2 separate regions of the Ovis aries genome follow, and region 2 is linked to region 1. A link is a contact called in public Hi-C data. All regions are on one chromosome and are shown on one strand. The core of a region is the stretch at or near the end of the contact, and the rest is flanking DNA. Distances in the headings are between cores, read along the strand shown. Region 1 holds the start of RIOX1 (ribosomal oxygenase 1). Region 2 holds the start of BBOF1 (basal body orientation factor 1).

Region 1 (5,891 bases), core at 3,124-5,623:
CCATGTCAGTAAATTATATTTCTAGAAATTGTTTTGTTTTTTAGAAAATTTTTGGCCATGCCTGTGACATGTGGAACCATAGTTCTCCAATCTGGGGTCAAACCTGCACCCCTGGCATTGGAAGAATGGACTCTCCACTGCCTGACCACCAGGGAAGTCCCAGAAAATGGTTATTAATAGCTACTTTTGTTGAACTTTTTCCATTGGAAAAAGATGAAATTAAAGATAAGCCAGTCCCCAAAAGGTACCTCCCGGTCGCAGGGGAAACTTAGAAGACAGATAGAAACAACATTCTTTATTTGAGGAAATCACAAAAATGTTGAAAAAAGGAAGGGGATTAGGTCACAGGAAAGACTTAGAGTAGAAGATACCTGTACAGGATGTGGTAAAGACAAATCTATGGCCCTCCTCCAGCTAAGCACAGTATTCCCCAGCTTTGCCAGCCAAGAAGCATAGCTCATCCCCCCAGTTCACTATAGGATGGGTCCACTTTATTTTGAAAACTGCTCTCTTTGAAAAAACACAGCTGCCAGTGACAGCCTTAACTTGCCCATTGCAGTATTTCCCCAGAAAATCTTGTTATCAGGCAAGCACACACAGCCTGTTTGTCAATTAGGAAGAGGGCTCCCCCTCTGCTGGCCCTTCCTTCAGACACTGCAGCCCTAGATTAGGGCACAGGACTTTCCAGGAGAACATCAGTTGGTTTCAACCCTTATTTTGGCCTTTGGCTCTTGGCCAGGTAACTGCAGAGTGATATCTCACACAATGGCCTTGTCTGATATGGCCCCAGTGACCCACTTAAACTTCCACAGGGCATGTGCATGAATAATCTCCCCATTTCATGCTGTCATCTTGCCCAACTAAAGTACTTCTCTGCCTCCTGCACTCCTAGATCCTCCGAACTGGGCCAGAGGCACCAAAGCCATCGTCCATGGCTTTGTTTCATAATAATAATTATAACTACAATTTTTAAAGTGTGTAGACCTTTACCAGATCCTGCACTAAGTGCCTTGCATCCATTATTTTATCCTCACAACAATTCTATGAAGAAGTATATTCAATGACTATTCCCACTTTACAGATGAGATTACTGAGATCTGAGAGAGTAACTTGATGTAAGTCTAACATGTTCATAACTGCTTGCAAGGGTGTAAACTCAATGCACGTGAGTTTGAGTGAACTCTGGGAGTTGGTGATGGACAGGGAGGCCTGGCGTGCTGCAGCCCATGATGTCACAAAGAGTCAGACACAACTGAGGGACTGAATTGTCTGAACTGGCTGCCAATGACTATACATCAAGGGGGGATGTCTCCATGGTTAATCTAACAGGGGCAGCCCGACTTCAACTACAGTCTCCGTTTGTCATCTGTAGGGAGGGAAGTCTCCAGGAGACCGGGTTTTCACTAGCAATGGTTTCCTCACTCTTGGGCAGGGTTCAGGCCCAGCTCACATCCTGTCTTTAAGATGGATGACAGGCTTCAAGATGGAGTCTCTCCTGCTTTCCTCACACTGGCCCCAACAAAATGAGAGGCCCAGATTCAAGAAATTGATTTAAGGTTCAGAGGAGGTGCGATTGAAGATTCTGTAGAGAGAAGCTAAAGCTAATAAAAGAGAATTCCAGAGGGGGTGGGAAGGGCAGATATCAAGAATACAAGAATAGCCCCGATTCCCTTCATGAATCTCAGTTCGGCCCCCTCTCCACGCCTCCCACCCAAGAAAGCTGGGCTCAGGGCAGGTAATTGATGAGAGACCCTGGCCCAAGGTGCAGCTTGCAGTTCTTCTTAAACACCAGGAGCAGCTTGGAGCGAAAACGCGGAACTCAAAAGTTGGTCTCCCACAGCAGTCTGGGGACACAGGAATTTTCTTGGATGGATGCTCAATTGCCACCAAAAATGATGAGGATATTGCTCACCTCTGCATGTGGACTCCAGAATCTCTGGCAGCCTGTCTGTAGAGCAAAGCTCCCTTGATTCACTTGGAATGGAGAAATTTGGATCACGTGGTTAAGCACAAGCCAATCAATGTGGCCTTAGGATACTGGATTCCAGTGATGTTCCAGGCCTTCCACAGTCTGGAGCATTCACTGTGCTCTGCAGCACTTCTGGAGCCCAAGTGGAGCCCCACCTGATCCATAGCAACTGAGTGTAAGACAAAGAATGGTCATCCAAAGGAAATTCTGTGTTTTCCTACTGGGATGGATGTGAGCCCAACACCAAGGTCACAGGTGTGGAGTCCCTTACAAAGTTCACAGGATAAAATTCTCTGAACCTGACCAAGCCCCATAGCAACTGTTGCCATGAGCTTTTGGATCAAAACTGGCCAGTTCCCAGACTTCATATTATATAAAATACCCACCCTACTATCCACCCTATAGCATTCTAACCAATCACCTAATGCCACCATTCCAGTAGGAATTTTCTCTATCTTGAAGCTATAAAAATTGGCTGCTAGCCTGAAAAAACGTTCGGCTCTCCCTTAAGCTGGCTCACTGTTCTAACAGCTTGTCCCGCTCTAACAAACTTTATTCTTCTCTCTTTCTGCCTCATGTCTGGAAATTCTTTTTCAACCTGCCACACAGACCAGGACAGTGGGGGGTTGGTGGGGAGTTGGGGGGTTGGGCAGGTAACAGTGACAATGATTATTACTCAGTCTTGTCTGACTCTCTGCGACCTTATGGGCTATACAGTCCATGAAATTCTCCAGGCCAGAATACTGGAGTGGGTTCAGTTCAGTTCAGTTCAGTCGCTCAGTCGTGTCTGACTCTTTGTGACCCCATGAATCGCAGCACGCCAGGCCTCCCTGTCCATCACCAACTCCTGCAGTTCACTCAGACTCACATGCATCGAGTCCGTGATGCCATCCAGCCATCTCATCCTCGGTCGTCCCCTTCTCCTCCTGCCCCCAATCCCTCCCAGCATCAGAGTCTTTTCCAATGAGTCAACTCTTCGCATGAGGTGGCCAAAGCACCGGAGCTTCAGCTTTAGCATCATTCCTTCCAAAGAAATCCAGGGCTGATCTCCTTCAGAATGGACTGGTTGGATCTCGTTGCAGTCCAAGGGACTCTCAAGAGTCTTCTCCAACACCACAGTTCAAAAGCATCAATTCTTCGGTGCTCAGCCTTCTTCACAGTCCAACTCTCACATCCATACATGACCACAGGAAAAACCATAGCCTTAACTAGATGGACCTTAGTCCGCAAAGTAATGTCTCTACTTTTGAATATACTGTCTAGGTTGGTCATAACTTTTCTTCCAAGGAGTAAGCGTCTTTTAATTTCATGGCTGCAGTCACCATCTGCAGTGATTTTGGAGCCCCCAAAAATAAAGTCTGACACTGTTTCCACTGTTTCCCCATCTATTTGCCATGAAGTGATGGGACCAGATGCCATGATCTTCATTTTCTGAATGTTGAGCTTTAGACCAACTTTTTCACTCTCCACTTTCACTTTCATCAAGAGGCTTTTTAGCTGTTCCCTTCTCCAGGGATCCTCCCAATCCAGGGATCAAACCCAGTTCTCCCGCATTGCAGGCCGATTCTTTACCAGCTGAGCACCAGAGAAGCCCTGCGCAGGTAAAGTCAGCATGTTTACTGAATATGGAATTAAGTCAGAAAACATTCCATGATCTTGAAGTTTGAGCTGGATCAAACTCGCAAAGATGAAGGGAAGAAAAAGGATTGTGCATTATCTCGCATGTTGATTTTGTCCTCGGAAATAAGTCCCAAGAAGACAGGTAATAATGTTTCATTGTTTTGCTTATGATTGTTACCCCATGCTGTCGCGATGTCTGTCACTTAGTAGGTAGTCAGTAAACATTTGTTATATTAAAAAAGAAATACAAGTAGAAAAGTCCATGGATTTTTTTTTTTCTTCAGGGAGATAGGGCTATGACTGAAAATTTGTAATGAAGAGAGGACAAAGGGAAGTTAGGCGGCGTAATTTAGGGCTTCAATCGATATCTGTAAAGAGGACCAGATGGACCAAAAGTCTGAACTTAGAACTTTGCCTGAGTGCAATCCTTGAAACCAAGAATTGTCAGCTTTCTCATGCAAAGCTGCTGGGCAACGTGTTATTCGGAAACGGGGACAAGCCTGTGAACACTGCAATCTGCAGACACAGGAAGAAAAGGAGAGTTAAGTCGCAACTTTTTCCTGGAGTCCCTGACAATCTGATTTTTAAGTTGCCCTCTAAATACGGAACCAATGTCAACTTGGCAGAGACTCCGCGGCTCTAGGCGAACCCGAGAATTTAACGTTTTCTAACTGGGGAAGCGGGAAGCGCCGGAGGAAAAATGGTGGGCGTGGACAACCTGAAGGCAGCTGGAGGCCCGCCCCCTTCCCAGAGTACACTGCGGCCGCCGCGTGCGTGAGCCGGCTTCCGGCCGTCTCCCGCTGAGCTAGCGGGAGGCTCGGACCATGGACGGGCTCAGGGCTAGCGCTGGGCTGCTGAGACGCGGGCGGTTGAGACGCCGGCGCCAGCAACAGCCACATAGCGGGTCGGTCCTGGCCCTGCCCCTGAGGCCCAGAAAGATCCGACGGCAGCTGAGGAGAAGTGTCTCGTCCCGAATGGCCGCGCTCAGGGCCCAGACGCTGCAGAGCGAGGACTTGGAGGACTCAAGGGTGGAGTCGACGGTCGCTGAACCCGGGGACCCGCTGGCGGGAGGAGCGGCGGCCCTTTCGGATGCGAACGGGCGGGAGCCGCACGGCCAGCTCGGGCCCGCGGAGCTGCTGGAGGCTTCGCCCGCGTCCCGCTCCCTGCAGACTCCCCGCTCCTTGGTGGAGGCGCAGACCCCGGCGGCACGCTTGGTGGAAGCTCACACCCCGCCGGTGCGCCTGTTGGAGGCGTCGGCGCTGCCCGCGCGCTTGGTGCCGGCTTCGGGGCCGTCCGCGCGCCTGGTGGAGACCTCGGCCCTGCTGTGCTCTGCCCAGCACACGGCGGCCGTCCCGCCGTCCGTGGCTCCTGCCACGCTGTCGGGGCCGCAGGGGGAAAGCACGGGCGAGGAGCTGCCCTGGGACTCCCCGCTGCAGCGCATCTTGGCCGAGCTGAACCGCATTCCTAGCAGCCGGCGACGGGCGGCACGCCTCTTCGAGTGGCTCATTGCGCCCATGCCGCCGGACCATTTCTACCGGCGCCTGTGGGAGCGCGAGGCAGTGCTGGTGCGGCGGCAGGACCAGAGCTACTACCAGGGTCTTTTCTCAACCGCCGACCTCGACTCCATACTGCGCAACGAGGAGGTGCAATTCGGGCAGCACCTGGACGCCGCGCGCTACGTCAATGGGCGGCGCGAGACCTTGAACCCTCCCGGCCGCGCCCTGCCCGCCGCCGCGTGGTCCTTGTACCGGGCCGGCTGCTCCCTGCGCCTCCTCTGTCCGCAGGCTTTCTCCACCACCGTGTGGCAGTTTTTGGCCGTGCTCCAGGAGCAGTTCGGAAGTATGGCAGGCTCCAACGTTTACCTTACTCCCCCCAACTCGCAGGGCTTTGCCCCCCACTACGACGACATCGAGGCTTTCGTGCTGCAGCTGGAAGGTAGGAAACTCTGGCGGGTCTACAGACCGCGGGTGCCGACCGAGGAACTGGCCCTGACGTCCAGCCCCAACTTCAGCCAGGACGACCTCGGAGAGCCGGTGCTGCAGACGGTGCTGGAACCTGGAGATTTGCTCTATTTCCCCCGAGGTTTCATTCACCAAGCCGAATGCCAGGATGGGGTGCACTCTCTGCACTTGACCTTGTCCACATACCAGCGCAATACTTGGGGCGACTTCCTGGAGGCTGTACTGCCCCTGGCAGTGCAGGCCGCAATGGAGGAAAATGTGGAGTTTCGTAGGGGGCTGCCCCGAGACTTTATGGATTACATGGGGGCCCAGCATTCGGATTCCAAGGATCCGCGAAGAAC
Region 2 (5,350 bases), core at 538-3,037, 450 kb after region 1:
TATAAATGAGTCTACAGACAACAGATGACTTGGACTGAATTTCAGGTTCACAGTAACCAATTTTTTAGAATGAATTCTAAATATAAAGCCTCTAATAGGAGATATCCTACACTCTCTTTTCTGCAAGTTATCAGTAGGGTACATTTTCAGAACCCTGCACATATCAAGTGGTAAAGAAATTGGTAAAGAACTCGCCTGCCAATGCAGGAGACATTAGAGAAGGTGGGTTCCATCCCTGGGTGGGGAAGATCCCCTGGAGAAGGGCACTCACTCCAGTATTCTTGCCTAGAGAATCCCATGGACAGAGGAGCCTGGCCGGCTCCAGTCCATGGGGTCGCAAAGAGTTGGACACGGCTGAAGTGACTTAACACGCAGACATATAAAATCAATCATAACTTTATAGATTCTATGTCAGAATAAACCTCTTCAATGTATGGTAATTCCATCATGGACCCACGGAAGTGTGTAATGCAAATTGGGGCGAGGGGGAAGCACCAGGAATACAATAAGCCACTATCATGCCAGCAGATGGCATGGCTAAGATTTTCAGTGCTTATTAATATTAACAATCAGCAAGTTCCCTCTTAACCACTCAATTCAGACACATCAACGATGTAGCTGGGAAAAAAAGCGGGGGAGGGGGAAGGTTTGAATCAGAGACATCTAGAAAGGTTGCAGGGATTTTCTCCTTAGAGAAATGGAGAAGACGCACAATGAAGTTTTTACGGAAATTTTTACATTCAATTTGAAAGGGAGACTAATGCACAGCAGAGCTTCAATCCCAAGTTTCCTAACTGTTGTCTCGGTCCCCAGAATCCCCTGTCTTTCTAGATGACTCACGGACAAACTCATTGAATGAAGAAGGCATGATCACAGAGCTCCTCCTCTGAAAAAACGCAAACCATCCTTCTGAGTACTACTCCTTTTCACAGGTGTGCGCGGTGTTGGTTGGGGCGAGGGGAGGTGACGACACCAAAACAAAAACAACACAGCAAAAGGCCAGAGCTTTCAAATTCACGCGACTCGCGGAAAAGGGAGGGCAGCACGCGCAGGTTATTAGCAAATGGGAATCTGGGGACGGCAGCGACAGGACAGAACGGGACCTGACACCGGGATACTCCTCTTCAAGGGCTCTCCACGAGGCCCCGGAGCCTCTCCGACCCCCAGGCTCCCCGATACCCGCGCGCCGCCCGCCTCACCCTCCAAACCACCCACCACCCTCGGACAAGTCCTCAACTGCCTCATCGAAACATGTTTGGCCTGGGAAGCCCGCTGGCTGCGCCATCCCTTACAGAACCAGCAAGGGTTAGGAGCCAGGAGAGGGAGAAGGAAACTAAAAGAGCCAGGTGGCCTCGGGAGGGGCGGAGACGGGACGAGAGCTGGGCGGCCACGGCCACGCTGGCTGCGGCGCGAGGGAAGGAGAGGACGCGCGGGCAAGACGAGGAAACGTTGTGAACCCGGCGGGGGCGACGCTCCGACGAAAGGGGCGCGGCGGGTCCAGCCTCCTCACGGGAGAGCGCCTCTACGGTCGCGCCGCCGCCGGCGGCCAGTGGCCGGCCGGCTCCGGCCTCCTCTCCCGCCCAGCCCCGACCCCAGTCATGCACCGGCGCGCCCGCGCTCGCACACTCACCGGGCGCGCGCCACCACGGCGCGGCCGCCCGCCGCCCTCAGCCGGTCTCCGCCCCGCCCCCCGCGCCTGGCCAGTGGACTGGGCCCCGGGGGCGGGGCAGGGGCGGGGCTACGTCACGGGCGCGTGCGCTCTCTGCGCGCCGGCAACGGCTCGAGCTGATCGTTACTTGCGCGGCTTGGTGGTGTCCTTGGAGACAAGGCCGGGCCTGGGCGGCGCGGAGACAAGACCACGGCAGCTGAGCCCCCGGAGAAGCCAGGATGCCGGCTAAGGGGAAGGACAAAAAGAAAGGGAAGGGCAAAGACAAAGGCAAAGATAAAGACAAGAAGAAGAAGTAAGGGGAAGCCACGCTGGGGTCCCTGCTCCGGGGCCTGCCCTCCGGAGATTCGCAGGTCCCGGCCAACTGGCGCCCTTTCCCCGCTACCCTCCCGGACCCTCCCCTTGCTCTCCCAGCTTCTGAGAAGGACGGCTCCGTTGCCCAGAAATTCCCCAAAAGCATGCCATACCCCCCACCGCTTCAACTAAGACCGGAGTGTTGAGATTTGGGACCCTGAAATCTTTTAGACACAGCCCCTGCCCATGTGGAGTGTACTAACGAGGAGGCAGATAAGTTCCCCAAGAATTGAAGTAACATAGGACCGAACTGACTCATTTGAAGACTCTGATGCTGAGAAAGGTTGAGGCGGGAGAAGAAGGGGACGACAGAGGATGAGATGGTTGGATGGCATCACCGACTCAACGGCCGTTCGTTTGAGTAAACTCCGGGAGTCGGTGATGGGCAGGGAGGCCCGGCGTGCTGTTGCCCACCGGGTCGCAAAGAGTCGGATACGACTGAGCGACTGAACTGACTGACTGAGGACCGAATGAAATAAGTGGAGGGGAAAAGATCTAAAAGTGAGGAGGAAGGGTTAGTTCTGACACTGGAATTGAAGGTCGGAGATCCTCTAGACCTGTGCTGTCCAATAGTGTCGTCACCGGTCATGTGTGGCTATTAAGATTCGTTAAAATTAAACTAAAAATTCAGATCCTCGTTTGTACCGGCTACATTGCGTGTACTCAGTAGGCCTGTGTGGCTAGTGGTGGCTGTATTGGACAGTCTAGATAGTGTTAACGTCACAAAGTTCTATTGGACAGCACTGTTTGCCACCAGTGATTCTTAGCTGGGAGGGGGTTAATTTTTGACTCCCTGAGGACGTTTGTCAAGGAGACATTTTTGGTTGTCACATCTGGGGACCTCTAGCGGATAAGAGACCGAGTGAAAGTCGCTCAGTCGTGTCCCACTCTCTGCGACCCCGTGGATGATACAGTCTACGGAATTCTCCAGGCCAGAATACTGGAGTGGAGAAGATCCCTTCTCCAGCGGATCTTCCTGACCCAGGAATCGAACCGGCGTGTCCTGCATTCCTGGCGATTTTTTACCACCTTAGCTGTCAGACCAAGGATACTGTTAAATATCCTACAGTGCACATTAACAACCTCCAGCCCCACTCCAGATAAAGAATCATGTGGCTCAGAATATTAGTAGTTGGGAAATCCTCCTCAAGACCCAAATAATGCACTAAGCATTATTCACCTTATCTCCAGCACCTGGAAGAGTGTCGGAATCATAGAAGAAGCTTAATATTTGTTAAATTAAGATATCTGCTCCTGTATGCTTCAGCTTGGATCTTTCCCCACACCCCACCCGGTCCCCGCAAGAACTGTGCTGTAGTGCTCTGTTTTCATTATTTTTTGCCTGTAACCTGATCATCTCAGCTGTGTGGTTGAGAGGCACTTAAACATCCTGAAGGATGTCTGGGTGATTGAAGTAATTCCTTGGGCCTTTTCAAGGATTCCTTTTGGTTCAAAGGAAAACATAAAGGATTTGAGTATTCAGATTTCCCCAAATGATGAGAATTTCTGAAGTGGATAAGATTGCTCTAGCATTAAAGCTTCACAGGTTTGGAGTTGCTGCTAGATTGCTACTACATTTATTGGATGACCCTAGTGGTTCCTAGACACACTGGAATCATACATCTTGTCCAACAGCATTATATATGGGACCACAAGGGATCTTTGAAAAGTTTATACAGTAATTTGTTTAAGAGAGTAAAGCCTGCTCAGTACAGAGAGTTTAGGAAATCTGGTAAGTCAAATGGAACAAAACCACTTGTAATCCCATTATCCAGAGATAACCACTACTATCATTTTGGAATATTCTTTTTCTTCTTCCTAAGATAACAGCCCAATATACAAATTTATTTGCAATTTTCCCCCTAGTGTATTAATATAAGTATACTACAGTGTGATTAAAAAAAATAACTGCATGGTTAGTCTTTCATTTTCTGGAAGTGCCAATGGCTTGTCACATTCCTAGAACTCGCTAGCATATGTTTTCTATTTTTGCCCATTCATCTACAGTGCACATATCAACAATGAGAAACACTGAGGGCAATAGACCATATATATTTCTTACTAACTCATTCATCCAACAATATTTGCTCATGTGTGCCAGGCAAATGCCAAGCAAAATAAATTATAATAAAGAGAAAGGTGTAATACTAATATAGTAGAGAAATAGTTATATGCTGTTGATGTCCTCTTCCTGTGCAGGAAGATCATAAAACTTGAGGAATCTGTTGTGGAGAGAGCCAAGGCCAATGCCTCCCTTTGGGAGGCCAGGCTGGAAGTCACAGAACTTTCTAGGATTGAGTATCGTGATACTTCCCGGAGACTGGCAAGATGTAATGAAGAATTAAAGAGACAGCAGTATAAAATGGAGAAAGACACGATGTCTGTATTGAACTATCTGAAGAAACAGGATCAGGAGAAAGATAATCTGGTAGGTAGGTAGAAACCCTCCCAAGCCTTAGTAACTATCTCTTTTGTTATACTGAGGTGGCTATGTATTTCCAGTATTTTAATTCCTTGAAACCTCATCCCACAGTTAAGACATTTCAGTTGACTCTTAACTCTCCTTTGAAGCAACATGTTATTTCAGAACGGCTTAAAGTCAGAACTGCCTTTTATTTTCATCCTTGTCCCATGTTTTCTTGGATGAAACAAAGATGATGCTGATGGAACATTATGATCAACTTGAAGAACAAGAGCATGGTGCATGATCTATATATTTTTTGATATTGATAACTATGAGTAATTAATAATCTATAAAGCAATTTATTGATAATCCATGATTACATGGTTATGAATCCAGCAAATTGACTCTCTTCTGTTGGACCTGTTGAATCTTTATTTTACTGAACCTTGTTGAAATGTTGGGCATAGAGCTATCATTTTAGATTTGTGGCAAAAAGGAAAGGAACTAACATTTTGGGACTCCTGTTTGTGCCAGGCACCATGTTGGGTACTTTACCTCTGCTATCTCATTTAGTGCTTTTAATAACCCACAAATTGTCATTCCCATTTTACAGATAAAGAAATTGACTCTCAGGGCAGGTAACTTGCCAGAGTCTCACAGCTAGTGGGTGTTAACGTGTGAATTTAGGTGTGACTTAAAGTCATCTCTTTCCTAGCTGCCTCTTTGTGTCCCTTGGTGACCCAAGGAAATTTGTATCATGTTTCATTCCTATGTATGTTTTTTGTATTTTTACTATAAAAATACAAATATACATAGTAGGCACTTATTAAAATATTTTTGCATGCAAGAACGAATGAATGGGTTGTGATTCCACTGATGCTTTGAAAAAGTTAGTAATCAAGACTTGAATTCAAGATGATTTGGAA

What was found. Hi-C and Micro-C count contacts between places; a contact is called where the count stands out from the background.
Region 2: a Hi-C map of muscle shows a contact between it and region 1, with 2.9 times the contacts expected there. The contact joins the promoter of BBOF1 here to the promoter of RIOX1 in region 1. A contact is called at or near these places in 4 of 16 Hi-C or Micro-C datasets (hypothalamus, muscle and tail adipose tissue).

Annotation. Positions count from the first base shown.
Region 1 is chr7:83,019,949-83,025,839 of ARS-UI_Ramb_v3.0, forward strand. RIOX1 (ribosomal oxygenase 1) reads left to right here and starts at 4,374. Exons shown (of 1, transcript XM_015097175.4): 1 at 4,374-5,891. The coding sequence starts at 4,414. The region is part of intron 15 of HEATR4 (HEAT repeat containing 4); the gene reads right to left.
Region 2 is chr7:83,472,605-83,477,954 of ARS-UI_Ramb_v3.0, forward strand. It overlaps BBOF1 (basal body orientation factor 1), which reads left to right and starts at 1,788. Exons shown (of 12, transcript XM_060418293.1): 1 at 1,788-1,961; 2 at 4,220-4,448. The coding sequence starts at 1,888. It overlaps ENTPD5 (ectonucleoside triphosphate diphosphohydrolase 5 (inactive)), which reads right to left and starts at 1,680. Exons shown (of 18, transcript XM_060418334.1): 1 at 196-1,680.